Regions from separate parts of the Mus musculus genome. Here all the other regions are linked to region 1. The links are chromatin contacts, called in public HiChIP or PLAC-seq and promoter capture Hi-C maps. All regions are on one chromosome and are shown on one strand. Each heading gives the region's core, a stretch centred on a gene start, on an enhancer-like site or on the middle of the called end of the contact. The rest is flanking DNA. Distances are from core to core; before and after follow the strand shown.

Region 1 (4,068 bases), core at 1,563-4,062:
AAATGGTTTTCTTGTAGGGAAGCTGTAGCAGCTTCGCTGGGGGGATAACTGTACTCATGCACGCCTCCCTCCCTCAACCTCCAGCTACCAAGCTGAAGAAGCTTCCAATAGACTCACTCTCATGGATTTCCTCGCATATTTCCATCTAAAGCAACAACAGAAAGGCAGAGTTATGTAACAATACTGAGAACAAAGTATATCACAAAAGCGGTGTTTGGGATACAGGAGATGGAGTCAAGCTCCGCTTTAATCTGCAGTTAGGAGATTAACAGTCAGTGACGTGAAACATCTGCATTAAGCCAAATGCCTTTTTAAATGTCTGACACATCCTTAAATCATCACCTGTCCATCTCTTAAGCAGGAGCGCCGATGATACTTGCCATGATTAATTCCCTGTTAACTTGAGAGTCTCACATGGGGATGGATAACACTACCGTAAATGAGGGATAGAACCAAAGAGGGGTGGGGCAGGGCAACGTGTAAGGTGATGACAGATGCTTGCAATAGCACACCCACAGGACCATTGTAACTAAAAGAGAAATAGGTCTAGTTTGGGGTTTCAAATACTTATATACTTATAATGGATCATATGAAGTTCTACATATTCTTCTCCTAAGCTTTCAGAACCAAATATGACTAGAAACCTCCCAGTCCTGAGTGCAAAGGACACTTAACCTGGCTAAGACTCTTAAGGTATTTATTCATTTAAGCTAGTGACCACACTTTTGGCTCTGAAATCCCATAAAACTCAATCCATCTGCCCTTCTGCTTCTTTGATAAGAGGGACTGCCAGCTCTGATAAGTATGTGGATAATCATGCCACAGCCATTTCCAACCTCCACAGGTCTAAGTATTTTATAAACTCATTGATTATTAATCACAAGACACACTGGATTATAGCAGAAGAAACTGAGGCCCAAAGAAGCAAAGCTAACCTTTTCCAAACCCCACGGTAACAACCTGGACTGCTGTTTCTAAGTGACTCCACACAAACTGAGCGTGGATGGGAAATGAAAGTCTTCCTACCTGGCCTGCCACTGACAGGGCAGCAACGGCCCAAAAGATGTTTCTTCAGAAATAAAGATTCCTCAAAATCCTTTCCGATGAGTGTCTCAAGATTTGACATAGTTTCCTCAAAACAGTGCTCCTCTTGACCAAAATTAAATGTCCATAACTGGCTCAAGGAAGCACATCCCGATGTGGAATGTGTATTAACATCATCTCCCAAGGTGAGCTACTCTGCCATTAAATTTCACACAGACTGAATGCAATCCAGTGTGTGTTTTGTGACTCAGACAAGAATTAGTCTTTGGCACTTGCAATGCTCCTTGTCCCTTTGAAAGAGGAAGCAGTATCTATAACTTACACCTACACTTCCAAGCTTCATATTACATGAGAAATTTAAGAACTAGCAGAGACAAATGCCCTTAGGGGTCTCCAAGCATGGTCTCCTTCTCTATCTTGGCAGACCATGGTACCATAAACTGTATCAATGTGACTCTAAGCATTTCCTGGAGATGCAAACATAATGGGGCTCAATTAAACTATTATATAATAATTAATGTAATTAGTAGTCAGATGAATGAAGTAAAAATAAAAGTCAAAGTTCACTGGGTACATTTTCAGCACTTAAGTGTCTATACTGAATTTTTACAGAAACTGCGTCTCACAATGCAGCAGTTTAGTATGTACCTCTAGTCCCTCTCGATAATTAAAATCTGTTCTTGGTACAGATCTTTCACTTTCAAATGGGAGAAAAAAAAGAAGAGGCACACGTAATTTCTACCGCTGTCATAAACAGCTGAATCATTCGCATAATCAACAGCCCAGAATTCTTCCACAAGCTCTCAGGGCAGGTTTTGCTTTTTGAAAGCTCAGAATGTAAACCAAACCCTTCCCTACCAAGATATGTAAGAATTAACAAAATCACGGGATTCCCAAAGGATACTCTGACTTTAAAAAGGAGCAATGTTACATACAGTTCATCAAACGGGAAGCCTGAACTACGGATACAAGTCACTCTGGCAAATGAAAAACACACCAAGGAGGATATGATTTCAAGGCCCTTGAGCCAAGGCCAGCGGGCAAGTGCCCGGGATACAGGGGCGCAGACTTCGCGCTCCCCACGAGCCACCAGCTGCTGCCAAACTCCAGGTTGAATTCCAGAACCTCACAGTCCTGGCTCCCCCGGGGGATTTACGGGCCCAACCAGGGGAAATGAATAAATCTGGTCCACCAGGAGGGGTGGCATCCTTGAAGAGGCAGCTTGGCGCGGACCCTGGAGCTAGCACCGGACCGTTGGCGACGCATGGGACTTGGGGGACCACAGAGATCTCCGAGGACGCGTAGGTGTTCTGGGTTGTTTAAGGGTGCCTGGGGATTGTGAGCTAGAGGTTCTCCGGGTGTGGGTGAGGGGTGTCCAAGGCCTGAGGATCCCCAAAAGGTTCTGGGGCTTGCAGTGTGTGCTGACTGGAGAGACACCCCAGACACGGCCCAAGGGATGCGATGAGGCCCTGGATGCTACGGGACCCAAAACAGAGCGTGGGCCACTGGGAATCCCGTAACCCTAAGCAGTTGCGCGGGGTACTCTGCGGTGGCAGCCGGCTGGGCAGGGGATCGGGCACCAAGACCCCTAAGGGCAAGACCTCTGGCGCTCACCCGAACAACCCTCGGAGGAAAGAGTGGGAAGCCTTCACTCGCTTCTCGGCCTCCGCCATAAGCTGGACCGCTTCTCGCTCCTTCCCTGCGTTGTCCATGTCACCCGCTGCAGCCAAAGCCTCCTCTGCTGACTAGCTAGGCTCCCGGGACGACTTAGCCCTCCCTCCAGCAGGTGCGGACACGCAGGCGCGGCACGCGTGGCCTTTCGGGATCTGTAGTCCTACATTCCACCTTAATGCCAGTTTGTCAGAGACCACAACTACAGTTCCCAGCAGGCTGCTGGGCAGGGCCGGGCGTTCTCCCGGACTCCCTGGAGGAGGGGGAAGGGGCGTGGCCTTCTGGAGGGGTCTTGGGCCTTGGACCCTTGGAGGTAGACTTCAAGGTTGAGAGAGAGAAAGAAAGAGAGAGAGAGACAGAGATAGAGACAGAGACAGACAGAGAGAGGGAGACAGAGAGACACTCTACAAGCAATACTGCAAAATTTAATCTAATGCAGCAGTTCAGCTCAATTTAGTCAACCATGTGGTGCCCCACCTCCCAACTCTGCCAGAAAAGCAGCAACAGCTGGCCTAAAGAGCTATTTTTAATTTCTGACAGCAAGACATTAAAAATGCATCATCATCCCCAATATAAATTCAGAGTTGATTTTAAGCGTCCCCAAACTACAACTTTCCATTTGGTCCTCTTGTTTAAAAATGGATTGCATATCTTTCCTGTAGGCACAATCTACTCTTGTTATTGACTGAATTCTATTAAATGGCTATAAGCCAGTGAACTCTCTTATGCTTTACATAATGCTGGCTATAGTGGGTGGATCTTGACAAAATTCCTGTCTGCCAGGAAGACTTCTAATCTACTAAATATCCATAGATAGATGCAATCCTGTGCCAGTGACTTCTAGGCCTGTCCCAGAGGGAGGTGTTTTTTAATACAATGTCTAGACCATTTATGCTTGGCAGTGCTACTTCTTAGGTGGTGCAGCAAATAGAATTACTGCCAAATGAGAGTTTCTGATGATTTAAAACTCTTCATGAATACGCTGTAGGAACTGGCAAGCAGAATTTGTCTAAGAAAATGAAGCCTGTTTTCAGAGAACATAGCAAGAGCGTTTAAACTCCTGGAAACAAGCTACCAAAACTGATGTCACAGTGTGGCATGATCCAACCATAGCAGGATGCTCTCAAGATAGAGGGGAATATCGGCTCTTGGTGCATAGTTTTTTTTACAACTACTATGAGCTTGTTTTTTTGTTGTTGTTTTTTTTTTCACTTTGGAGAACTGATTTGCAAGTTTGGAGCAGGAGGGTAGACGGAGGTAGGAAATTGGAGGTGGCAGTGGATGTTGGATTGAAGAGAGAAAAATTGCAAAAAGTGAACCAACATTGGCATTTGAAAAGGAGTCAGTTGGGGA
Region 2 (4,486 bases), core at 1,224-3,723, 720 kb before region 1:
TGTAATGAGGGGTCAGCAATGTGGTGGAGGGGAGCCCACATGCCTTTGAAGGCAGAGCTGTAAGGCCATATGACTTCAGTCTGGCTTGTCCTCTTTGTCAGTGCTCACCCTTGAAATGTATCCAAATGAAGCCAAGATCAAAGGGCTTCAGCCCTTGCAGAGGCTCTAGCCACGATGGAGTAGGGAAAGCCATCTTGCTGTGTAATTCCCAGTCTGCAAAGGGGAGAAATAAGAAGTCATTATTGTTTAAACCCATAGAATTTAGGATCATTTGTTACACACAAATAGTTAAATGGTACACTGTGGTTCCTGCCATTGTCTATTGTAATCTTATAGTCTTCCTGTATGAGGTGCTTAATGGAATTCTCAGACTCTCAGCTGAGAAGACCTTACCACCCTCACTGTCTTCCATTTCCATCAGTCATTGCCTCTATCAAGGTTTCAACAAGGAGCACAAATGGTGTTCTGACACTAGCAATAACAGGTAGGCATTGCTGTCCTAAACCAGATGAGCCAATTATTAAATAGTTACTATATTTAACAGCATCTCTAATTATGGGAAGGAGGTTAAGGGTCTGAAAGGAGGTGTGACCTTCCAAGATGGAACAGAGACTGGGGGAGCACATGCATCAGCCAGTTTGGCATTGCTGAGACAAGACACTCAAAATAAACAGCTTAAGGGAAGAAGACTCTGTTTTAGTTTATGGTCTTCAAGGTTTCTACCACAGTTCCTTGGATGTGTTGACTGTAGGCCCATGGATGCTGAGGAGGAGCATGTGGTGAAGGATGAGAGGAGACAACAAGGGGCTAGGGGTCTCCAATGATATACTTACTCTAACCAGGTCTCGGGCTTTAATAGCCCATCCAGCTGTGAACTTATCAAGGGATGAATTCATTCATGAAATTAGCATCCTTGTGATATAACCAATTCTTGTTTGAACTAATTGCTAGAAGATAAGAGTCCAGCAAACAAGTCTACTGTATATATCTCATATCCAAATTATAACAATACCCAAATCTTTTGTCCTATCTTATACTCTGATTGGCTTAACCCAACAGGAAAAGAAATAGTAGCGGAGAGCCTGACTAATAAAGCCATTAGGATCAGTGTCCTAGAGGACAGAACAAGATAATGAAGGAGAAAGGAAGACTCAGAAATAGAGACACCTTACACATTCATTGCTACCATAATTTTCATTATCATATCATCCCCTTTCAACATCATCATCATCACCACTATCTTCACCATTACTACCATAATCATCAACATCAGTCAACATCAGCAACATAATGGTTTTATAATAATCCATATGTCATGCTCCTTTGAATTTACAAAATTATTCTTCATATTTCTGTTTTACCATCTTCAGAAAATTTTTTGCAGTATCTCCTACATCTAACCAAGGTCTTGGCACATAACTAGTCCTTGGTATTTCAACAAATGTTGTACAATACTGTCTATATCTAAGGCTCTATGCTAGAACCATGAGTATAGAGGATCAAATTATAAGATGACAAAGTCAATACCATAAGCAAGATACAAAATGTTAGGAAGATTTGATCAGAGAAGACTCCTGGAGGATGTAATACCTTGGGTTGGCCTTGGGTAAGAGACAAGTCCTAAAAGTTGTGGTGCCAGCATTGGGCTTGGGTGTGGGAACATTGCAGCAGATACATCTGGGAAACATACCTCTTTTATAAAGAGGGACGAAACCATATGAAGAAAATATTTGAAAGTGAAGAAACAATATGTTCTGATGGCAGGAGATGTTTTGGTTTTACTATTCTGTAGAGAGTAAAGGGATAAGAAGTGAGCCATGAACGTGAAGAAATTGAGTACTCATACTGAGATAAGTCTTAAAAGTCAAGAGGAGATATTTGTACTTAGCACAAGAGGTACAGGGAAGTCACTAATGCTTCTTGAGTATAAGAAGAAAGTATTTTTACTGCTCTTCAAGACTGTCAAGGTGACATCACTGGGCAGACTAGATGGAGAAATCACAGATAACAAGTGGGAACATTATTTTCAGTGTTTTGTTCTATTTTCAATGATAAGAATGTGGGGTAGGGCTGGAGAGATGGTTCATAGATAAAGAAGACTGACCGCTCTTCCAAAAGTCCTGATTTCAATTCCCAGCAACCACGTAGTGACTCACAACCATCTGTAATGGGATCTGATACCCTCTTCTGGTGTGTCTGAAGACAGCTACAGTGTACTCATATACTTAAAATAAATAATTTTTGAAAAAAAATAAGAATCTGGGGTTGGATGCAAAAATGGTATGGTAACTAGGTGACAGTTTGAAACACAAGAAAATGACAAATGACCGTTCCTATAGCCAGTCATATCACTTGCAATGTTGCTCAACAATCACATGTATTTGTTCAGTGAGTTGTCAGTACCAGGCAGTGGTTTTGACTCTACAGATAGGTCAGGAAGCATGACAGATAAGGCCAGAGGAGAAGAGGGTGCCACAAAGATTCCAAACTAGGAGCTGACGCACTGGCTTTTCTTTGCCTGGAATGTCCTGCCTCTCCTCTCCTTTATCTAGAAAACGCTTACTCATGCTTCAAAACCACTGTTGATTCCCAGGATTGGTTCTTCTGGCCCTTTCTCTAAAACAACTGGGATTTCAATAGGATAAGAAAAGCTTTCACATTTATAAGAGCTTGCAGGGTCTACAGAGGTGACTTCTGTAAGATGCAGGCCACACAATCATGAGGACCTGTCTTCTGATCCCCAGTATACACACATATGAACAACAGCGGTGGTACACACTTATAATCCCAGTGCTAAGAGAACTTAGACTGGTAGATCCTTGGAGCTTGCTTGTCAGACTAGTAAGGCCAGTTCAGTGAGACCCTGACTTAAAAATGAAATTGGAAAGAGATTCAGAAAGATATCTGGTATTCATCTCTGGCTTCTATTTGCACAGGCACACACACAAATATATTCAATATAACATACACAGAAAGAGAAGGGGAGGGAGGGAGGGAGGGAGAGAACTTGTGAATGCCTTTTGATAAAAATTTTTTTTAAGTTCTTGGATTAAACCATCAGCAATGTCACATTGGCTAAGTTAAAAATAAATAAAACAAAGCAACTTATCTTGGCTGAAATTCATTATTCATCATGACAGTTTGATAAACAGAGGACTCCCCTACAGCTTCCCCCATCTTCACTCCAATGGACTCCAGGAGAGGAGGCATGCTATTCAGTAGTATACCTAGGCTCCCTGGGAAACCTCTGTCTGCTCTTAGTCCTCACTCACTGGACTAAAGCAACAGGTGAAGGGGTGCAGTGACATGAAAGGTTAGCATGGCCTTGAGGGTTGAACTGACTTAAGTTGGAACTGAGGCTTTCCCACAAATGTCAAGACCTTGAACAAGGATCAAAGCTCCACAGAGCCCCACCTTTCCCACCTGTTTAGAAGCCCTCATGGAAGGGATGAGAGTGGTACAGCAATGGAAAGCTCTTTACATGCATTTGGTAGTTAAAGAATATTTGTTGAGCTCAAATAAATTTCACAAGGATACTAAATGCAGCACAGAAAAGCTGCCGAAGATAGAATATAAGGACTGCCTTTGTTGCCTGTTGGAACTAAGTACTAAGACCCTATTGTGAGTACACATCTTGGATGCACTAGAAGGTAGTGGACCACTTGTTGTTGTTGTTGTTGTTGTTGCTGCTGCTGCTGCTGTTGTTGTTGTTTTAAAAACAAAGTTTCTCTATGTTGCCCTGAATGTCCCTTATACTCAGAGATCTGCTTACTTTTGCCTTCCAAATGCTGGAATTAAAGGCATGAGCCTTCACACCCTCCCAGCAAGAAACACTTAAAACACAAACAAACAAACAAACAAAATGAATTTGAAGCCTTTTTTCACAGGAATATATGCCTGGTAGTCTACACATAGTCAGAAGCCTGTGGCTTGAAGAGGTTGGAGGCAAGGTCAAAGATTCTAGGTAGAAATCTACTACCTACGCTTTGCAAAATAGGTGTGTGGTCATATGCTCATGCCCATAAGACAATACTCTCCTCAGGCTGGTCAGAGAAGGCTCTTTTTGTAGTAAGCCACAGTTGATATAGAGATCACAACTAGTCAAAATGCTGAGGGTAAATGACAATTGAGTTCCCAACCCTAAGCATAACATCATACCCCCAGCTCCAGGACTAAGGAAACATCACAAAACAGGGAACAAAAATACTGGGAGAGCCACAAGAGAAAGAAGACTATTACAAAATGCCAACTTTTGGATATAGCAGGCCTGTTGCAAGTAAGAACACAGAGCAACTCTGGTTCCCATCACAAGATCTGCACAAAATAAAATTTACAGCCAAAAACAGCTCAGTGTCTCACACAAGTTCATGATTTTCTAATGGGTCACTTTTATAGCTATCTTGGAGTGCATACAGCCTGTGGGCAAAGATATGACTGCCAACAGAACCCACTGCCAGGCTATCTTAGGAAATAAACCAAAGGAAGT
Region 3 (4,036 bases), core at 169-2,668, 610 kb before region 1:
TGCTGGATCTAATTAATACTTTCTGTGTGTCAGGAAAACACCATTTGCTTCACTATCCGTGCTCTCAGTTTTGGAGGCTTCAGAGTTCAGCACCCAAGTCGCATCTTGGCAATGTTCCCTTCTCTCTCACCATTGCTCTTCGTGCTGCTGCTGAACCATAAAGTGGACAAGAACTTTATGGATGGTCTTCCTAGGAGGGACAGATGTGCACCGAGTTTCATAAGTGCTAACTACAGTGGAAAGCTAGCACAGAAGAGACATGGGCAAGAAGAGGAGACAATCTTCAGATTGTCCCTACCAAGTGCTGTGGATGGAGGAACACTTCCCTATTTGGGACAGTGATTAAAATAAGTTATTCCCATGCTGTCTGAGAGCTGTGTGTTGCACAACTGGCAAAGAATGAGAACAAGAGCCTGGGGTTTGGGGGAGCTGGCATCTTTATTGAATGTTGTCTTGACCCTCATCTTCCACAGTGGCAGGTGTTTCATACAGACTTACTGTGTACCACTGTGAAGAGGTAGAGTCTTGACATTTAGTTCAGACAGCCAGACCCTTGGCAGTTCCTGTAAATCCAGGCAAAGAATGTCTATAGAAGCCACCTGGTGGATTGGTGAGGATGGGGCTAGGGGGCTCACTTTAGCAACTGCTTATATAGCCTTAGGGGGTCACGACTGCTTTCATACAAGACCACAAGCACCCAAACTTCCATCTCTTGGTGTTCAGATGATCAGAGCTGTGACTGGACAAAGAGCTGGAAGGCCCTGGAGAAGCCAGAGTTCAGACTGACACTCACATGTTCCTGCTTAGGGGAATACATACTCACCACTTCCATCTTCATGTGCTCTGGATCAGTGTGTGCACAGACTCTGAGATAATCAACAAGGGCTTCCTACAAATCCCATCAATCAATAATACTACTGCTACAAGTCTTTCCAGCACTGACAGGAAAAACAAGTCCTGACTCTGGGGGGTATCACAAGGACATTCTCAGTATAAAGTATTGTCAACTCGTGCATCCATGCTAATACAAAACTATCCAAATGCCTTAAAGAAGGTAAACGAGAAATCACGCCCGAGAGCCAACTTCAATGAAGCATAATTTGCAGCAGAGGGCAGCAGAAGACACCGTTTGGAAATTCAGTCTGCAACTGGGCACATCCTTCCCGTGCCACACCAGTCAGACCACACACACACACACACACACACACACACACACACACACACACACACACACACACACACATACACACACACACACACACACACACACACACACAGAGAGAGAGAGAGAGAGAGAGAGAGAGAGAGAGAGAGAGAGAGAGAGAGAGCGAGCAGATCTGTTTGCCAGGGCCTCACCCTTCTTACATGACCACTAGTCACTGGGCTGGTGAGCCACAGCTCAGGTCAGACAAGATGCTTTTCACTGGGGCCATCAGGAGGGTCGGGACAGGACTAAGGCGGAAATAGCTGGTTGGCGGCTCACTTCCCTATCCACGTGACCAGGCAGTGGAGCCCAGATGTTGTTAAGGTGGTAGGCGACCTTGGCTATTGTCCTGGTGCTAATGAGAATGCCTTGGGGTTTAGGCAGCTGCTTGTTTGGAGGAAGACAGAAAACTGTCAACCTGTGATTTCCTCCAGACCCTTAGTCCCTATAGGCAAAAGCCCCGGGTCTCCTCGCTGTGCATGGTTCAGGGGTTAGATGCCATCACCCTGACTCTTCTTAGAGTCCTCTGAAGCTGGGGTGAGTGTGTGATGACACTAACAACCGGGAGAGAAAAGACAGAGTCGGGACAAGCCTGGGAGAAAAAGCAGGCCCCATTGCAAGCACACGTCACTGCTTCTCGTTTCTAATATGTTCCATTAGCTCTCGGTATAATGTTTCCAAATGAGCCACAGCAGGGACTGTGGTACTCTTGTTTCTTCAGGGTTATTGATGAACCCTCTCTAACTTAGCTGTCCCTCTCTTTTTCTACCCCACCCCACCCCTGGTCTTTTCTTTCATTAAGAAATAATCCTATCTTCTTTTGTGACTTGAAATAACATCAATATCCTTAGACATTCATGCTTTTTTATTGCTATTATCTTTCTGTTTTTGAGACAGGACCCCACTCTGTATGTAGCTCGGGCTTGTCTTAGACTGGTAACCATTCTCCTGCTTCACCCTCCCAAGTGCAGGAGCGACCAGGCCTGACTACACCCTGTGTTTATATATTTAGCCCAACTCCTCTCCTAATCTCTCATGATTGCCTTGAAAATCATTCTGGGAAAAAAAAAGTAAATCATTCTAGAAAAATAAGACTAGGATGTTTAAGTATGTCTCAGGGTCATAGCTGATGAAGAATTCTTGTTTTTTAGGCTGGACCTAGTGAACCTTCTCTACACTGGTTAGTGTGAACTCCATCATCTTTCCCCATAACTTTTTATTGATTCCTTGTGAGTTTCACATCATGCACCCTAGCTAGTTTCACTCATCTCTCTCCCCCTGTATCTGCCCTCTGCCCTTGCAACCTCACCCCCCCCCTCCCCAGAAGAAAATAAACACTCAATCAATAAACAAACCAAAACGTCTCATTGTGGGAGCTGTAGTGTGTTGCAGTGCATCCCATAGTATAGCGTTCTATCCACACATCTTCACTTGCCAATGTTCATTGTTCAAGGCCTCTGGCTTCTGCCACACCATCAATATTGGATTCTCACTGGGTCTCCTCCCAGTTATCTCGTTGCTTCCCCTTTTGTGCACCACTAGGGTGAGCTCTTCAGCACTGCTCTGGCTAACCCACCCAAAGCAGACATCATCAGGAGGCAAGGCCATCTCACCTGTGCATCCAGAGCCAGCTCCTCCTTGCTTCCCAGTTGAAGTACCCAGGGCCTATTCTCCAAGTACTGCATGTAGTAAGGAGCTGGGCCAGCTCTCTCTCTCTTATATCCTCAGGGCTGGCTCACCCATGTCTTCACCATGAGGTCCAGCTCCTCTGTATTGCCCAGATAGAACTCCATCATCTTAATAGCTCAGGTCTTGGCTTGTCCTCTTATATGCCATACATACTCTGCCTGGACCAGATTGTTTGTCATCCCAGGATGCTAAGAGCAGAACCAGTTTCATCTCTCCTTTTATTTTCTCCAAACACCACAATTGAGTAGTTTTCCAGGCTTTTATACCTGTCCATCTATAGTCTATTATTAATAGGACATCAGGATAAGTGATCTCTTTAAAAATCTTAATCACTTGCTGTCAGGCCAGTACTTACAGCCTCTCCTGCTTCTGATTAATTCTGAATGAAGAGAAATTCCTGCAATGCCTTTCAAACCTGTCTGATCTGGGTCTTCAGTGTCAGCATCTGTGACTCTCCCTTCTACCCACTTTTGTCCACAGTGGCCTCTGTGATGCCAGGCTTACACATTCTTTCTCTACACTTGCTCATGCACTTCCCTTAAGCCATGGCTCATCTTCTCAGGGAAACATCCCAGCACATCCTTTAATTAATTCTGCCATACCCTCTCTCTCCAGCTCTGTCTTTTCTCTGTCCCACAACCTCATTGTTGGGATGATGGCCTGATCTTAGATTCTGCTTACTGGCTTCCAATTCCAGGATGTAGGTATGTTGTGGCCCATCCCTTGCTTTGTTCACTGATGTCACTGAGTCCCTAGAACAGTTACAGCACTTACAAATACTCGGCAAATCTTTTAACAGATACCGTTTAATCAATTGTCTTGTCTGTACAATGCCCTTCCTGAGATGTCTAGCTGTTTTAATCTGATTTGACCTAGATTAAAAACATCAGGGTGTGGAAAAAGAGAAGGACATTCCAATGAATTTGTACCATGGGCCATTTCATTAAAACTATTGTTCCAACCCAGATGTAGCTGTCTCTTGTGAGACTATGCCGGGGCCTAGCAAACACAGAAGTGGATGCTCACAGTCAGCTAATGGATGGATCACAGGGCTCCCAATGGAGGAGCTAGAGAAAGTACCCAAAGAGCTAAAGGAATCTGCAACCCTATAGGTGGATCAACATTATGAACTAACCAGTACCC
Region 4 (4,469 bases), core at 182-2,681, 690 kb before region 1:
GGGGCAAGGCCACCCATGGCCCCGGCCGCCTGTCCCCCGAGCGGGCTCAGACTCGGACTCAGGTGAGGTCCCATGCCCGCCACGCCGGCCGCCCCGGCTGAGCCGCTCATGCCCGCCATGGCGCCGGCGCCCGGGGACATGCCAGCTAGCGACGGGCTCATTCCAGCGCCCACATAGGATGACATGTTCATGGAGCCCGCGCTCATGTTGCCGGAACCGCCGCCCATGGCAGCCGCGGACATGCTCATGTATGTGTTCATGCCATTCATCCCCAGGCCGGCGTTCATGTTGCTCACGGAAGAGTAGCCCTGCGGACAGAGCCCGGGGAGGAGACAGGTTAGCACCTAGGCTGAGCTCGCCCGATCTTCCCACCCACCCACCAGTTGGACCCAGTCCCCCGCAATTCGTGCAAGCCTCTGGAATCTCTTGCTTTCCCTGGATCCCAGTGCACCAACACCAAGTCCTCTGGGCCCCAAAGAGAGCCGGAAAAGAGATCGCCCTAGGGCCAGCGGGACCTGAGGCTCAGCCTCGCCCAGATTCTAGAACTTCAGTGACCTGGACCACCGCCAACTCAGGCGCCCCAAATGTATTTTACTCTCCCTAGGGGCTCCTCAAATCAGCTGGCCAGCACACTGAGTCAGCACCGAGGCCGGAAATCTCCGTTGCTATCCCAGGTAGTCAAAAGCCACCTTTGGAACCTCACTGGGGCAGTCTCAAGCGAAAATCATCTCAGTGTCCTCTATTCTGGGGTTTCGTACCGGGACCCCACTCCTTAGTCATAGGGGAGTGAAGCGCAGTGCCTGCACAGAGTCCGGGAGCAGCTGGAGGCATCGCGTGGAGGAATAAGGAAGGGACCGCCAACTCGGCTAGGAACTGTTAGTGTCCCGGCTTCGTAGCGACAAACTTTTTTTCTCTTTGTCCACTGGTCTTTGATTCTTTGCCTGTACCTCTGTCCCCAACTCCTACCCACCTTCTCTTCCCCAGCTCCCCACCCCCTCGCCAGCCGACCTCCCACCCCTCCCCAGCCGCGCGCTGCCAAACATAACTCTGTTAGGATAGTGCGTGGCTCGGCCACGAAGAGGATTTGGAGGCGCCGCAAGTCAATATTTGATCACAAAGTTAATATTATCTCAAGGCTAACAGTGTGTCGTATAAAAAAGAGACCCATTTGAGTAGAAGGAGGGCGGAAAAGGCGGCTGTCCAGGAAGGCTAGAGGTGGGGGGGCGGGTACCGGTGAAGGGAGCGTGCGGAGGCTGGGGACGCGGAGATAGCTGTCACCCCACTTCTCCCTGGCCAGGGCAAGAGCTTACCTCGGGCTCCGCGTAGTAGCTGCTCCAGTCGGATGGCTCGTGCCCTTCCATCTTCACGGCTCCCAGCATACTGGAAGCCGAGTGCATGGCGGTTTAAAATTTAACAGCCACAACAAACGACCAGCAATCAGCCCCCACCCCCACCCTCTTAAAAAAAAAAGTCAGCAATGGTACCGTCCCCTCCCTCCCGCCCTCTCTCGCGCTCCCCCTCTCTCCCTCTCTGGACTCCACTTCCTCTCTCTCTCCCGCGGCCTGCGGCGGGAAGTAGCTGGGAGTGGGCGGGAAGGTGGCTGGCGGAGGAGGGGGCCGAAGAACCCTGGAGGCCGGAACCCGAGACTCGCCGTCGGGCGTGCACTCTGTCGCCGCGCTCCCGGGGCTGCCGGTGCAGGCTGAGGCTGGCAGTGTCGAGCTGCCGGGAGGCGGCGGGAAGCTAGCGGCGTGGGGGCGGGCGGGGGGAGAGCGAGAGGAGGGGGAGGAGGAGGAGGAGGAGGTGTGGACCGCGCAGCGGACAAGTGCCGCAATGACGTGAGCGGCTGGTGATATAGCGCGGTGCGCTGGCGCTGGCCTCCAATCCCCAGACCCCGGGCAGCCCATTTGAATAATCAGCTCACACTTAGGTGAGAGGAAGCCAGGGCTAGCGTTCCGCACCTGCCGCTGGGCGCCCCGAGCTAGCCCATCTCCTGCTGTCCCTGGCACTCCCAAGACCCCGACCTGCAAGCAGGCGTGCTGGCGCCCTGGTGGAGTCCCTTCCTTTACGTCCACGGGGAGTCTTCCGTGGACCCAGAGACCTGGGATCAAGCCACCCTTGGAGAAACTCAGGTCTCCTGCTCCCGCCCCGCCCCTCCTCATCGCCCCAAGCACGGGGTTCGTCAATCCGAAGGCGCGTACCGCCTTGGTGGCCTGCAAAGCGAGGCAAGCCAGATTTATTTATCTCGGGTTTCCTCCCTTTTAGTGCACATTCCCTGTCAAAACAACAAGCAGGTGACAGCCAATTTGCAAAGCGCTGTCCTATTTAGAAAAACTGTGTACACACCTTTAACTCGCTGGCCGCTGCTCCGGAGGCCCCTCCCCGTTACAGTTAAGTCCCGGGGCGGCCTCAGGAGGCGCGTAGGACTCGCGTGGTCTGGCCGCCCTGGTCGTCAGTTACCTCAGTCCTCTTTCTGGCTACCCACCTCAGTCGGCCTGGAGAGACCCGTTTAGCTGCAGCCAATACCCGGGAGGCAGCGATTTGCCTCTGGCATGAGGGCCTCGGTGTTTCAAGGTTACTTTTCAGTTAAATCCAAGGTGCCCAAAGCATTTCGTAACTAAAACAAACAGGGCAGTAGGTGGGGGTAGGGCAGGAGAAAAAAAATCAATAATGGGCCTTGTGGGATGACTTCAGGAGGATCTGTGTTCTCTGCCTGCAGAGACCAGGACTGTCTTATAAAAATTGAAAATTTCAGTTTCTTTTCTCTTTAGCTTCTAGGTGTTAAAAAGTGTCATTTGAAGTGTTGTCTTCTGCCTTTGAGGCAGAGGCAGGAGGATCTCAGAGAAGTCTAGGCTGACCTAGTCTATAGAGTGAGTTTCAAGACATCCGGGCTACAGAGAGAAACCTTGTCTCCCCAAACAAAACAAACATGAAAACAACAGAGTATGTCATTTATATTGTTAGCTACCAAGACCGAGACTAAGGTAAGCCTAGATTTTGGAGTGGAGGGTCTTGCCGGCGTTTTTATGTGGACAGTCTTTCTTGGTTCTGAAAATGTGACTAGGATGTAGGGATACAGTCCCAAACTCTTCTCTCTAGGAGATGGAGAAAATAGGAAATAGTTGGCCCAAATCCAGGTGTCCACAATTTCGTGTGGTAGAAGAAGAGTACATAGAGGTGGCAGGTACTGGGGTGAGCTTTGAGCATGGAAGCCTGAATGAGAATGGAAGCCAGATTGGAGGGTAAAGAAAGAGGTCAGCATCCTTTTGGACTGAAGACGCAGCAACATCAGTGCCCTTTGCTGCTGAAACGCACATAGTATGGACAGATAAGGTATTAATGTGTCATCTGAAGCAATGCAGAGCACGAGTCCCTCAAAGGCAACGCCTGTTTTCCCGCTGAAGGTGAATCTGACGTGTTCACCTAGTGAACACAGGGAACCCAGAGAGATCAGATCCTCCAGCATCTTCCCCAGGACCCCACAAGGATGACCGCAGACTTGAAAAAGAGGGGTGCACATGTTGTTTATAGATGCAGCTATTTTTCAAACTTAAAGCAAAAAAAAAATGCAGGCACCCAACTCCCCCCCCCCCAAGAGAGACACAGAGAATCACAGAGAGACAGTTCCACTCCCCACCAGAGAGAGAGAGAGAGAGAGAGAGAGAGCTCCATCCCCAGAGAGAAAAAGGCAGACAGAGACTGAGACAGCATTCTAGTTCTGTCTAGAGATCTTACATGTCGAAGTACAGTACACGCGCACGCACACACAACAAGGACAGTTCTCTCAGGAAGTGAAACTCAAGATATCAACATTCCGGTTTATTCTGTCCGTCGGTCTGTCTGTCCGTCTGTGTCTGTCAGTTGGTCTATTCCACCACCCCTCTCTGTTAAATGCCAGGGTATTTGTAAGCCTGTGGGCTGCACTGCTCTTTGATTGTGCTCCCAGCTGAAATTTGATCCCAGAAATTATTGCACGTGTAAAATTAGTTACCAAGCGCTGGGAGAGTGGGTACGCGGAGCAAAGCATGCTTCTCTCAGATCTGAGAATTCCTACCGTCCCCTCAGACACTGTGTGTGCTCAGATCTCAGGATAGCTGGGAGCGCTAACATCCAACTTCCACAGTGACAGGGCGCCCCCTGTCGGCCGCGAGGATTTCGGGGTCAACCCCAGTCCGGTCTTTTAGCTTTTGGAATCCTAATCGCGCTCCAACTGCTGTCCCTGGGCACCTTCTTCTGGCCCCATCTCCACCCAAGTGCTCCGCGTGGAAGTGAACACAGCCAAACCCGCGTCTAGTCTCCTAGCTCCGAGAAAGGGTGGGTCTGCGCATGACGCCACCTGGAACATTGGAGTAGAGGTGTCTGCGACCATCCCAGCACCACTGGCCGCTGGCATTCAGTGACCAGCCGGGGAGCGGGGCGCTCGTAGACTTCCGAGCGAGCGGAAACATTCTGGCAGCCCGGGGTCTCTCCCT
Region 5 (4,160 bases), core at 786-3,285, 550 kb before region 1:
TCTGCTGTGAGAATGTGTGAGCAGCCCTGAGTTCTCCTATATTTCCGTGTGTGCAAAGCACAGAGAGTAGGAGGAGATGAGGAATGAATAGGAGATGACGACTAGGGAGATGGTCCCGTGCTCTGGCAAGCATGCTTGTGAGTCTTGTTCCTATGACACAGCTCAGCAGGGTGACTGTACAGGATGAAGTGAAAGTCATATTCAGAGAGGGTGGGTTTCCTGTGGGTGTCCACAAACCATGACGTGAAGACCGTGGAAGTAAAGGGAAATGGTAAGTGGGCTGGAAGTTCTAAAGGGCAAGAGGTGATGTGTGCCTTTCCAAGTGTAGAGAAAGGGCTGATTACACAAGCTTCTGATAAGAAAGTTCACAAGAACACGTCTATCCTGTTCCAGCCCATGGGCATCTCAGGAATGTGAGAGGAGCCATTCTTGGATGAGTCATAGGGCATGGAGACTTGGTGGTAAAAGCTTGCTTTTAATACCAACCTTCTATTCCATGTGCTTTTTCTTTAGAGGGTTACACTTTTTGACTCCAGAGGTAAGTGTGAGGCACCAGAGGAGCCAAGGACAGCATCTGGTTGTTCTGGTCTCACAGACCTGAAGGTGCTTATACTCTGAGCAAGAATGTCTAGTGGGTCTTTCTCAGTGTGTCCCCGATGCTTTGGAGGAGCAGTATCTAAGCCCTTGGATAGCAAGGATAACAAGTAGACCTGCCAACAGCCAGAGATACTGACTCCCAGTCATCCCACCTGCAAAAACACGGTTGCTGGTTTCTGAGCCACTGCTCCTAACAAGTCAGCCAATCTTTAGTGGGCTACTACATTCCACTTCTTTTTCTTTCTGTTCTGTTATGGCTGTCTGGCTAGTCTTCCTCTGAGCCCCTCATTCAGCTGAATGACATCATCCCCTGCACACAAGTTTGTGAGGCCTCTGATTTTACATTGTGCTTGCTCATTGACTGAATTAGGTGACATGGTCAAGGCCAGTAGTGAAGTACATTTTCCATCATTATAATAATCTCACAGGAAGTATTAAAGACTCCTAGTGACAGGTGAGTTCACAACTCAGAGATCTCTGGTTCACATCTCTTTATACTTGTGCTCAGTAGTGCAGGGAAAGTTATTTACCCCACAATAGAGAGAAAAAAATAGAATATTGTGTTCATTCTGTCGGAGTGGTGGTTATTGAGAACCAAAGTGGTGTCTGCCACAAAAAGGAAGGATCGCACATTATTCTAGGATAAAGAATGACAATATACAGGATTAATGTGGCTCATAATGTCTTTAGGGGAACAAGCCACTCATATAGATAAATTTAAAACATAATCCATAACATGAAACACCATAGATCAAAAACACTACTCATCGCTTATTAAACATCTATCAGTGGCTGTGATTTCTCATCATAGTAGGTCTTACTACCAAAGAAATCTGAATGAAAATGGTCTGGCTGAGATGCAGCTCAGTTGGTAGTGTGCTTATGTTCATACATGAAGCTCTGAGTTCACTCCCCAGCACCACATACAACATGCACATAATCCTAGCACTTGGGAAGTAGAGGCAGGAGAATCAGAAGTTTAAGGTCATTCTTGACTATATTGTGAGTTTGACACCAGTCTGGGCTACAGAAGAAATGAGGGAAAGAGAGAAGGAAGGAAGGAGAGAGAGAAAGAGGGATGGAGAGAGGGAGAGAGAGAGAGGAAGAGAGAGCGTGAAAGTGAGATTGAGAGGAAGGGCATGTAGGAAAGCAGTGAGGACCAATCAGATTTAGCAAATTGCTTTGTGTTTTACAAAGCTTCGGATGATGCAAGTGGTTGGCAACTGAGAGCGTTCTAGACTCTTTTCCCACCCCAGAGGCAAAAATTTCTCCGAACGTGTCTCATAAGAGCAAACATGCCATAGAATGAACAGCATTATGGAAATATTAGTGGTCAAGCGCACTGGATGTTAACTTTTTCACAGTACATGCCAAATCCCCTATATAGTCACCGTGTCCAACCCCCTTCTTCAGCTATTCATTTGTTAGACTGCCAAGCTGGCTAACAGGAAATAGGCTTTCAGAAGGGGCATTGCTTGCATTCCTTTGACCATGAGTGAGACCAAGTCACTTTCAGTATTTAAATAAGCCATTTGTATTTCTTTCCCACTAGATCATTATATTTATCCTCCATTTGACTTTCTAGGCAGTGTGTATTTTATTTTTAAAATCTACATGTACTTTCAACTCTAAAAAAAAAAGAGGGATTCTTGTGACAATTAACTTTCTCGGTTTGTCATTTGTCATCTGAATATGTTAGTGCTTATTATAATTTATTTTGATATCGTGTCTCATTGTATAATATAGGTTGGCTTGCAATTTAGAATCTTCCTGCCTAGGCTTCCCAAATGCTGGCATAGAAGCCTGGGCCACTACCCTTCATTTCACTTTTAATTAGTCATGTTCACCAACATTTGACAAAATATCCACACTCAGTAATCATCCAGCCATCTTGGAGATTTTGCCAATTTTTTAATGCCAAGGCTATCTAGATGTGTTTGGCTTTACCTTTATGAGGGCCTTCTGATAAAGGGAGATGGTGGGCCATTTCTGACTTGATTTGTGGCTTCTCAGTGGCCAATCTATGGTGGGTCACCAGGAAAATGTGTCAAACATGAGAAGTGTGTCTGGCCTTGGGAGTACAACAAACAGCTGGCCTGGAGTTCTGAAGTCTATTTTGTTTCCTTCCATTTTCTTAGGAGCTGTAAAATGGAGTTCTCTCAATGAGTCTGTGGTCACTTTCTGTTCTCCCTGGATGGAGCACATTAGTGCATTTACTAATGAAGGTGATGTGATAACAGTATGTCACCAAAGGCAGAAGATCTGGAAATCTAGTCTAGCCTTCCATTTTTTCTTTTCCCATAAGTCCCTGCTGAATTAGTGATGAGCTATACTTACCTCTGTGAATGCACTTTAAAAAAATAACCTTCTATTTAAAAATGTCAAGTCTAGCTTTTCCTACTAATGCATCCTGTGTCCATTTCTAGTAAGAGATGATTAAGAAAGTAACAGCTACTGTGGAGCACTTTACTTCTCATAAAAGCCATCTGATGGAACTTTTCATGATAAGTTGGCAGAGAAGAAAGCTAAAAAGCAGTATTATCATGTGGCAGCATTTTATATGTTCTACCTTTGTGGATGAAGACTTTGTTTTGAATGTCTGATCCCACTAGGCCTTGATATTTTTTCTTTTGTGATGATACAGAAGCAAAAATACATTGGTTGGACTTGGTTCTTGGAATTTGAAGTGTGTGCCTTCTCCTCAGCTAGTGACATGCTCTAGCATACCTCTCCTGAGATGCCAGGCAGTGGTAGCCAGTGACAGTGGTATGAAGGTCAGTGGTCTAGTTACTTAGAGTGAACTACAATGACATTTTTGGATACAAACATTCAATAAATTGTATGAGATCCTCCATGGTTTATTATAAAATCGACTTTGTGTTAATGATTGCTTCCAGCTTAAGGAGAAGATCAGTGCTCTGTCACATTTAAGACAAGCCAGGCTAAGCTATGATGTCTGGGAGACTAGGTGAATTAAATGCATCTTTGAACTGGAGAGATAGCTTGATTGACATAAGTGTTTTCTGTATAAACATGAGAACTTGGGTTCAGATCCATAGCAGTCATGTAAAAATTCCAGGCATGGTGGCATTTGCCGCTAATTCCATGGCTATGGAGATGGATAAAAAGGTCCCTGGGTCTCACTGGTCAGTCAGTCTAGTCAATCAATTACCTACAAGTTCATGGAGAAACTCTCTCAAAAACAGTGTGGAAAGTGATTGATGAAGATACCTTATATAAACCTCTGGCCTTCACAGACACTCAAACATGCAGCAAAGTGAATGAGACTTAAAATTTGGGGGGGTGGGTACCTATAAAAAAACAAAAAACCAAACCAACCGCATGCCACAGTTGGAGAGGTGAATTGAGAAGCTACAAACCAATGTCCTATAGGCAGATCATGATCGAGCTGGTCATGATGTTACAGGTACGATATTCAGTTCATGCATCAATGCCAGGTGGCCCTTCCGTTCCCAGAGGGCAGAGCACAAACACACTATGGACTTTCCATGCTCCCGGAATTACCCCAATTGGTATTTGTTTGTTTAGCATTTCTATCTTTG
Region 6 (4,454 bases), core at 1,891-4,390, 920 kb before region 1:
AGTGCATAATAATGAGTGTCTGTTTACCATTCTACAACATTGTCTTTCTAGAATGTTCTTGACCCAAGAGCACAGAGAAGGGAAAGTCTGCACCTGAGACACTGTAGTTCTTTACCCCAAACCCTGGGCTGCCAGCCAGTGACATCTGGCCAGTACTCAACCTTCTGATAAAGCTGGAAATGTTAGCAGCTTGGGATGCAGAGCACCCAGAGAGCTGGTCAAATACAAAGAGAGAGCTTTCTCTATGGAGGAGGGAGGACTTCCATAAGGTAAAGAAAGGAAGTCAACAAGCTTGATCCATCACACACACACACACACACACACACACACACACACACACACACACGCATGTACACAAACCACTGTTCATTATCACCAAGGATCAGTGCATCTTTATAATATGTGCAACAATTTAATATACTCATAGGATCTGATACAATAAATTCTATGGTATTCATTGCCACAGGGTGTTTTAGTCAACTCAGGCAAGAAATGTGCTTGTCTCCCTTGAGCGTGTGCAGAACAGCTTGCCATATTGTTTTGGAAATGATGCAGTGTCTTAAAGAATGGTACCCTTGTTGTCGAGCCTTATCACAGGAATCTGGCTGCACAGTGTCCTGGTAGTGTGGAGTTTAGCTTGGGAGTAAACTCTGGTCTGTTGATACTGAAGTCTGGGCTTCTGGCCCATTGTGGCCATACATTGAATTAGCCAGCAGTTTATCAGCTGGCTCCTTTGTGGACTGCAATGTGATGCTCATCTCTGGGTCTGACGTGAGCCCTTCCTTGCAGAATCCTTCCCTTCTATCCTAAATATGCCTGGGAATCAACTATTGTAAATTACAATCTTTATCTAACTCAAATGTAGATCTAAAAATGTGATATTCTGTGTTTTAGTATCTAAAAATACTATTATCTCAGTTGTTTCCTCATTGTCATAAGACACCCTGACAACAGCAACTTGAGGGAAAGAGGATTGATTTTAGTTCCCAGCTGATTTCATGGCACAGCATATCATTGCTGTGGAAGTCAAAGTGGCAGAGGACTGAAGCCGCTGGTCCCATCGCATCCACAATAAGGACAAAGCAGGGGAAGCATAGGCTTGCTCAGTTTCCTTTCCCCCTATGTAACTCGGGATTCTGGAGAGGAAATGGTAATTACTTACAGTGGATTAATCTTCCCACCTCAACTCGATCAAGATGATCTTAGAAAGGTGTGACTACAGGCCTTTCTCATAGGTGATTCTGGATTCTGTCAAGTTGATGATTAACACTCTCTCATATACTGTCTAGTCTAAATTCATACTTACTAAGTCCAATAACTTAGGTGAAGGTTTTATGTCAAAGACATACATAAGCCTTTGGCTTAATAGATACTTTTTCTCTTCCTCAATTCTAAATCCACATGCATTCTTGTGCATTCACAAGCTCAAGCGCATGCACGCTCACATGCAATAACATTCTTGCATTCACAAGCATGCTATATACTGCTGCAGACATGCTTTCATGAGGCTAGCATGCACATGTACTTGCACATGCTGAGGAAGATGAAGACAGTCACACAGGTCTCATATACATGTGGGATTTAGAGGCTGCAGCACTGAAGAAAAAAAAGTCATGAATCCATGAATCAAAACAGAGTTTCTCAAGTGCTTTTCTTATAGTTCGATGGTAAAGCAGTTGCCTAGTTTGTGTGAGGCCATAGGCTTGGTCTCCAGCACTGCAAGTAAACAAAATAAAAGAAATAAGAAAAAGTTTATATACCACAGTGTTGACCTTTGGTGTGTTGTGTTCACTGCAAAATCCTCAGTCCTAGTTTTCTCATCTGATAGATGCAATAATGAGACTCTTTCATCTCAGAAGCTGTTTCTTTGATAAATATCAGAAAAGCTCCTGGCCTCTTGGAGGCATGAGCCCAAACCTCAGCTACATCTTATGATGGTTCATTCATTTCCAGACTTGCTTTCTCCTCAGTTACAGCGAGTGCTTCTGGTCCCTAGATCTGTTGGGAGGAGAGTAAAAGGAACACCAGGACATAGTCACCAGTATGAAGGGCTTGTGTTCATGGTTGTACAGCAGAATGGATGGTACCCACTCATGTTGGGTAGGATTCTGTCTCTTCCCACTTCTCTCTCCTGAATGGCAGAGGGAACCCTACTCCCTCACCTTCTCAGAGCAGCAGAAAATCTTCCTGTATCCTCTGAGTGAACTTAACACTATGTCCAAACATCATATAAGCAGTAACAAGAGGAAACCCCTCACACCCACTTTGGTACACCTTGGTGTTTGCCATTATTAGAACAGCAAACGGAGTGCTGTTGATTCACAGGCTTGTGGTTTACCAACCCCAGCAGCTCAGTTCCTCTTCCTACCCTGTGACTCATGAATACGCACCAAATCCTAAATAGTTTATTTACTGTTTGAATGCCTTTTTGCTTCTTGTCCTATTTCCCTCTGGACAGATAACCTAAGGTGCTTTCTTTACTCACAGAAGTAAATATGCAAACAAGAAATATTCTTTTAGGAATAAAGCAAGACAGAACACCAGAAATTTTGCAGACAAGGGAAGAAAAACGTCTACTACTGGGCTTCACTTAAAAAAAAAAAAAAAAAAAAAAACTCAGTTCTAATATCGAACCCAGCACAATGCTCATTCACAGAATATTTTTGCATCAGGTGAAATTATATAGAAACCTTACTTAGAAGAACCCTGAAGTATGGTGATGTTCAGGACAAAGGACTTGGTCCGCCAGAAGGTGATCATGAGTCCTGGCTTCCTTTGGGGGAATGGAAGGGATTGCTTGGTAACCCATCCTACTTCACAGGCCCTCTATGGTGTGGCCATGTGAGCTGTGTCCCGGGCTAGGACCATTGAGGAGCTGAAGAGCTTGGTAGAAAAACCTAACTGTAGACTACCAAATCTGTACTTCAGGAGAGTGCAGGTGAGCCGTGTGCATGTTCCAATTAGTGACCTTGGCAAATGCTGCCAGAATTTTGCTGGCCACATATTCCAAAGGTTAGTCTATGTTTCACTGAAATTTACAGAGTAACTTTTCCAAAGTTTTTTATCTAGATAATGGCAGAGGTGAGTGCTTCTTGGAGCACAGTGTTTGCTGTCATTGTCCCCGAGCCTCCCACATGGACAGCACTGTTGCAAACTTCCTAGTCTGTCCTCCAGCAAGAGCTTCCCTATGGTGCTTCCTTGGTTCAAGTGAGAACTTGTATCTTTAGATGATTACAAACCACTCTCTCCCTCTGCGAAAACATCCAGTCCCTTGCCCTAAGAAGAGTTTAGGACACCAGGACAGCCCATATCTGAATTCTGTGCAGATTTTTTTTTCTTTCTGAACATCTCCGGTCAAGTTCAGAATCTCTACTTTTCAGAACCATTCCCCCTAAAGTGGTCCAGGGTTTGTCCCTCTGCTGCTAGGGCCACTTGATGCCATGTCGTGGGTGAGCAGTAGATTTCACATTTTTCTAATGCACTAGTGTGTGACTAGAATTATAATTATCCTCTCGTTTCCAGGTGGTTCATTGGCAAACTGGCAGGCTGGATGCTGGCGCTGTTTCTTTGTATTCTCTCACATGTTATACACGTGAGAGACAGAGCTATAGAGAAGGCTTTGAGTCTCAACCAACAGCAACAATAAATCTTCTTGTAATAACACTCTGTACCTGTGTGTTGGTTAGTTTTATGTCAGCTTAAAACATGCTAGAGTCATTTGAGAAGAGGAAACTTAAGTTGAGAAAATGTCCTTACTAGAATACCCTATCAACAAACTGGGGTTCATTTACTTGATTGATGGTTAATGTGGGAGGGCCCAGCTCACTGGGCACTACGCCACCTCCGGGCTGGTTATCCTGGGTTCTATAAGAAAGCAGGCCTTGCAAGCCATGAAGAGCAAGCCAGTAAGCACTATTCATTCTTGGCTTCTGCTTTATGTCCCGCCTCTGAGCTCCTACCTCAAGTTCCTGCTATGACTTCTCTGGATAAAGTACTACAAGCTGTAAAATGAAATTTTATCCTTTCCTCTCCAAATTGCCTTTGGTAATGGTGTTTTATCACAATAGTAGAAACCTAAGTCAAACAGCCACAACAGGAGACATATAGACCATAGACACTGACGCTTGACAAGAAGTGCAGTCCAGAAGATTAGCCATAAGGTGCAAATGTAAGCACATCACTTAAACTTGTGTAATTTTCTTGGTAGTGCTTCTGTTTCTAACAACTGATCTCAATGGCCTCTGGGCAGTCAAGTTAAAGATTATCCTCGGTAATTTAATAAATCTATTATAACCACCTAGTGGGTGTTTTCTATGACTGTGTTATTGATTCCATTGTGTAGAAGAAACAGGGAAGGCTCTGACAGGTTAAGTCACTACCTAGGCCTAATACACCACACAGTAGCTTCAAATTCTTCTACATCACTGTAAAATTTGTGTTGTCAGTCATGATGC

The links. Promoter capture Hi-C pulls out the DNA fragments that hold promoters and counts their contacts. HiChIP or PLAC-seq counts read pairs in DNA pulled down with a chosen protein or histone mark.
Region 2: a FOXA1 HiChIP or PLAC-seq map of pancreatic cancer cells shows a contact between it and region 1. The contact joins the enhancer-like site here to the promoter of Napb in region 1. A contact is called at or near these places in 4 of 39 promoter capture datasets (the 3T3-L1 cell line, the C10 cell line, hematopoietic stem and progenitor cells and 1 more) and 1 of 115 datasets of contacts at active chromatin or transcription factors (pancreatic cancer cells).
Region 3: a contact with region 1 is called in an H3K27ac HiChIP or PLAC-seq map of extraembryonic endoderm stem cells, with 14 times the contacts expected there. The contact joins the enhancer-like site here to the promoter of Napb in region 1. A contact is called at or near these places in 17 of 39 promoter capture datasets (the 3T3-L1 cell line, 3T3-L1-derived adipocytes, the C10 cell line and 11 more), 3 of 484 Hi-C or Micro-C datasets (the HPC-7 cell line, cortical neurons and uterus), 7 of 115 datasets of contacts at active chromatin or transcription factors (the NIH/3T3 cell line, bone marrow-derived macrophages, extraembryonic endoderm stem cells and 4 more) and 1 of 9 other capture datasets (adipose tissue).
Region 4: a promoter capture Hi-C map of neural stem cells shows a contact between it and region 1. The contact joins the promoter of Foxa2 here to the promoter of Napb in region 1. A contact is called at or near these places in 9 of 39 promoter capture datasets (the 3T3-L1 cell line, the C10 cell line, the HPC-7 cell line and 6 more), 8 of 115 datasets of contacts at active chromatin or transcription factors (astrocytes, bone marrow-derived macrophages, embryonic stem cells and 4 more) and 1 of 9 other capture datasets (liver).
Region 5: a promoter capture Hi-C map of the C10 cell line shows a contact between it and region 1. The contact joins the enhancer-like site here to the promoter of Napb in region 1. A contact is called at or near these places in 7 of 39 promoter capture datasets (the 3T3-L1 cell line, 3T3-L1-derived adipocytes, the C10 cell line and 3 more) and 3 of 115 datasets of contacts at active chromatin or transcription factors (pancreatic cancer cells, stem cell-derived neural progenitor cells and vascular smooth muscle cells).
Region 6: a promoter capture Hi-C map of liver shows a contact between it and region 1, with 2.5 times the contacts expected there. The contact joins the enhancer-like site here to the promoter of Napb in region 1. A contact is called at or near these places in 11 of 39 promoter capture datasets (the 3T3-L1 cell line, 3T3-L1-derived adipocytes, the C10 cell line and 5 more), 1 of 484 Hi-C or Micro-C datasets (the HPC-7 cell line) and 3 of 115 datasets of contacts at active chromatin or transcription factors (embryonic stem cells, neural tube and stem cell-derived neural progenitor cells).

The regions. Positions count from the first base shown.
Region 1 is chr2:148,729,608-148,733,675 of GRCm38.p6, forward strand. It overlaps Napb (N-ethylmaleimide sensitive fusion protein attachment protein beta), which reads right to left and starts at 2,813. Exons shown (of 11, transcript NM_019632.3): 1 at 2,659-2,813. The coding sequence starts at 2,756.
Region 2 is chr2:148,011,143-148,015,628 of GRCm38.p6, forward strand. It overlaps 9030622O22Rik (a long non-coding RNA gene), which reads right to left. Exons shown (of 13, transcript XR_866820.3): 5 at 109-213. Among named protein-coding and RNA genes, the nearest start is that of 9030622O22Rik, 27 kb to the right of the region's middle. Within about 2 kb of position 2,474, at least 16 of the 459 cell types and tissues checked have an H3K27ac peak or open chromatin away from gene starts, as enhancers often do. A contact at or near this core is called in pancreatic cancer cells, where this site is marked.
Region 3 is chr2:148,121,228-148,125,263 of GRCm38.p6, forward strand. No RefSeq gene overlaps it. Among named protein-coding and RNA genes, the nearest start is that of Gm24221, 28 kb to the right of the region's middle. Within about 2 kb of position 1,419, at least 44 of the 459 cell types and tissues checked have an H3K27ac peak or open chromatin away from gene starts, as enhancers often do. A contact at or near this core is called in the NIH/3T3 cell line, adipose tissue, cortical neurons and 3 more, where this site is marked.
Region 4 is chr2:148,044,517-148,048,985 of GRCm38.p6, forward strand. It overlaps Foxa2 (forkhead box A2), which reads right to left and starts at 1,432. Exons shown (of 2, transcript NM_001291065.1): 1 at 1,311-1,432; 2 at 1-308. The coding sequence starts at 1,397.
Region 5 is chr2:148,184,751-148,188,910 of GRCm38.p6, forward strand. No RefSeq gene overlaps it. Among named protein-coding and RNA genes, the nearest start is that of Gm36597, 16 kb to the left of the region's middle. Within about 2 kb of position 2,036, at least 45 of the 459 cell types and tissues checked have an H3K27ac peak or open chromatin away from gene starts, as enhancers often do. A contact at or near this core is called in pancreatic cancer cells, where this site is marked.
Region 6 is chr2:147,811,386-147,815,839 of GRCm38.p6, forward strand. No RefSeq gene overlaps it. Among named protein-coding and RNA genes, the nearest start is that of Gm25516, 61 kb to the right of the region's middle. Within about 2 kb of position 3,141, at least 14 of the 459 cell types and tissues checked have an H3K27ac peak or open chromatin away from gene starts, as enhancers often do. A contact at or near this core is called in liver, where this site is marked.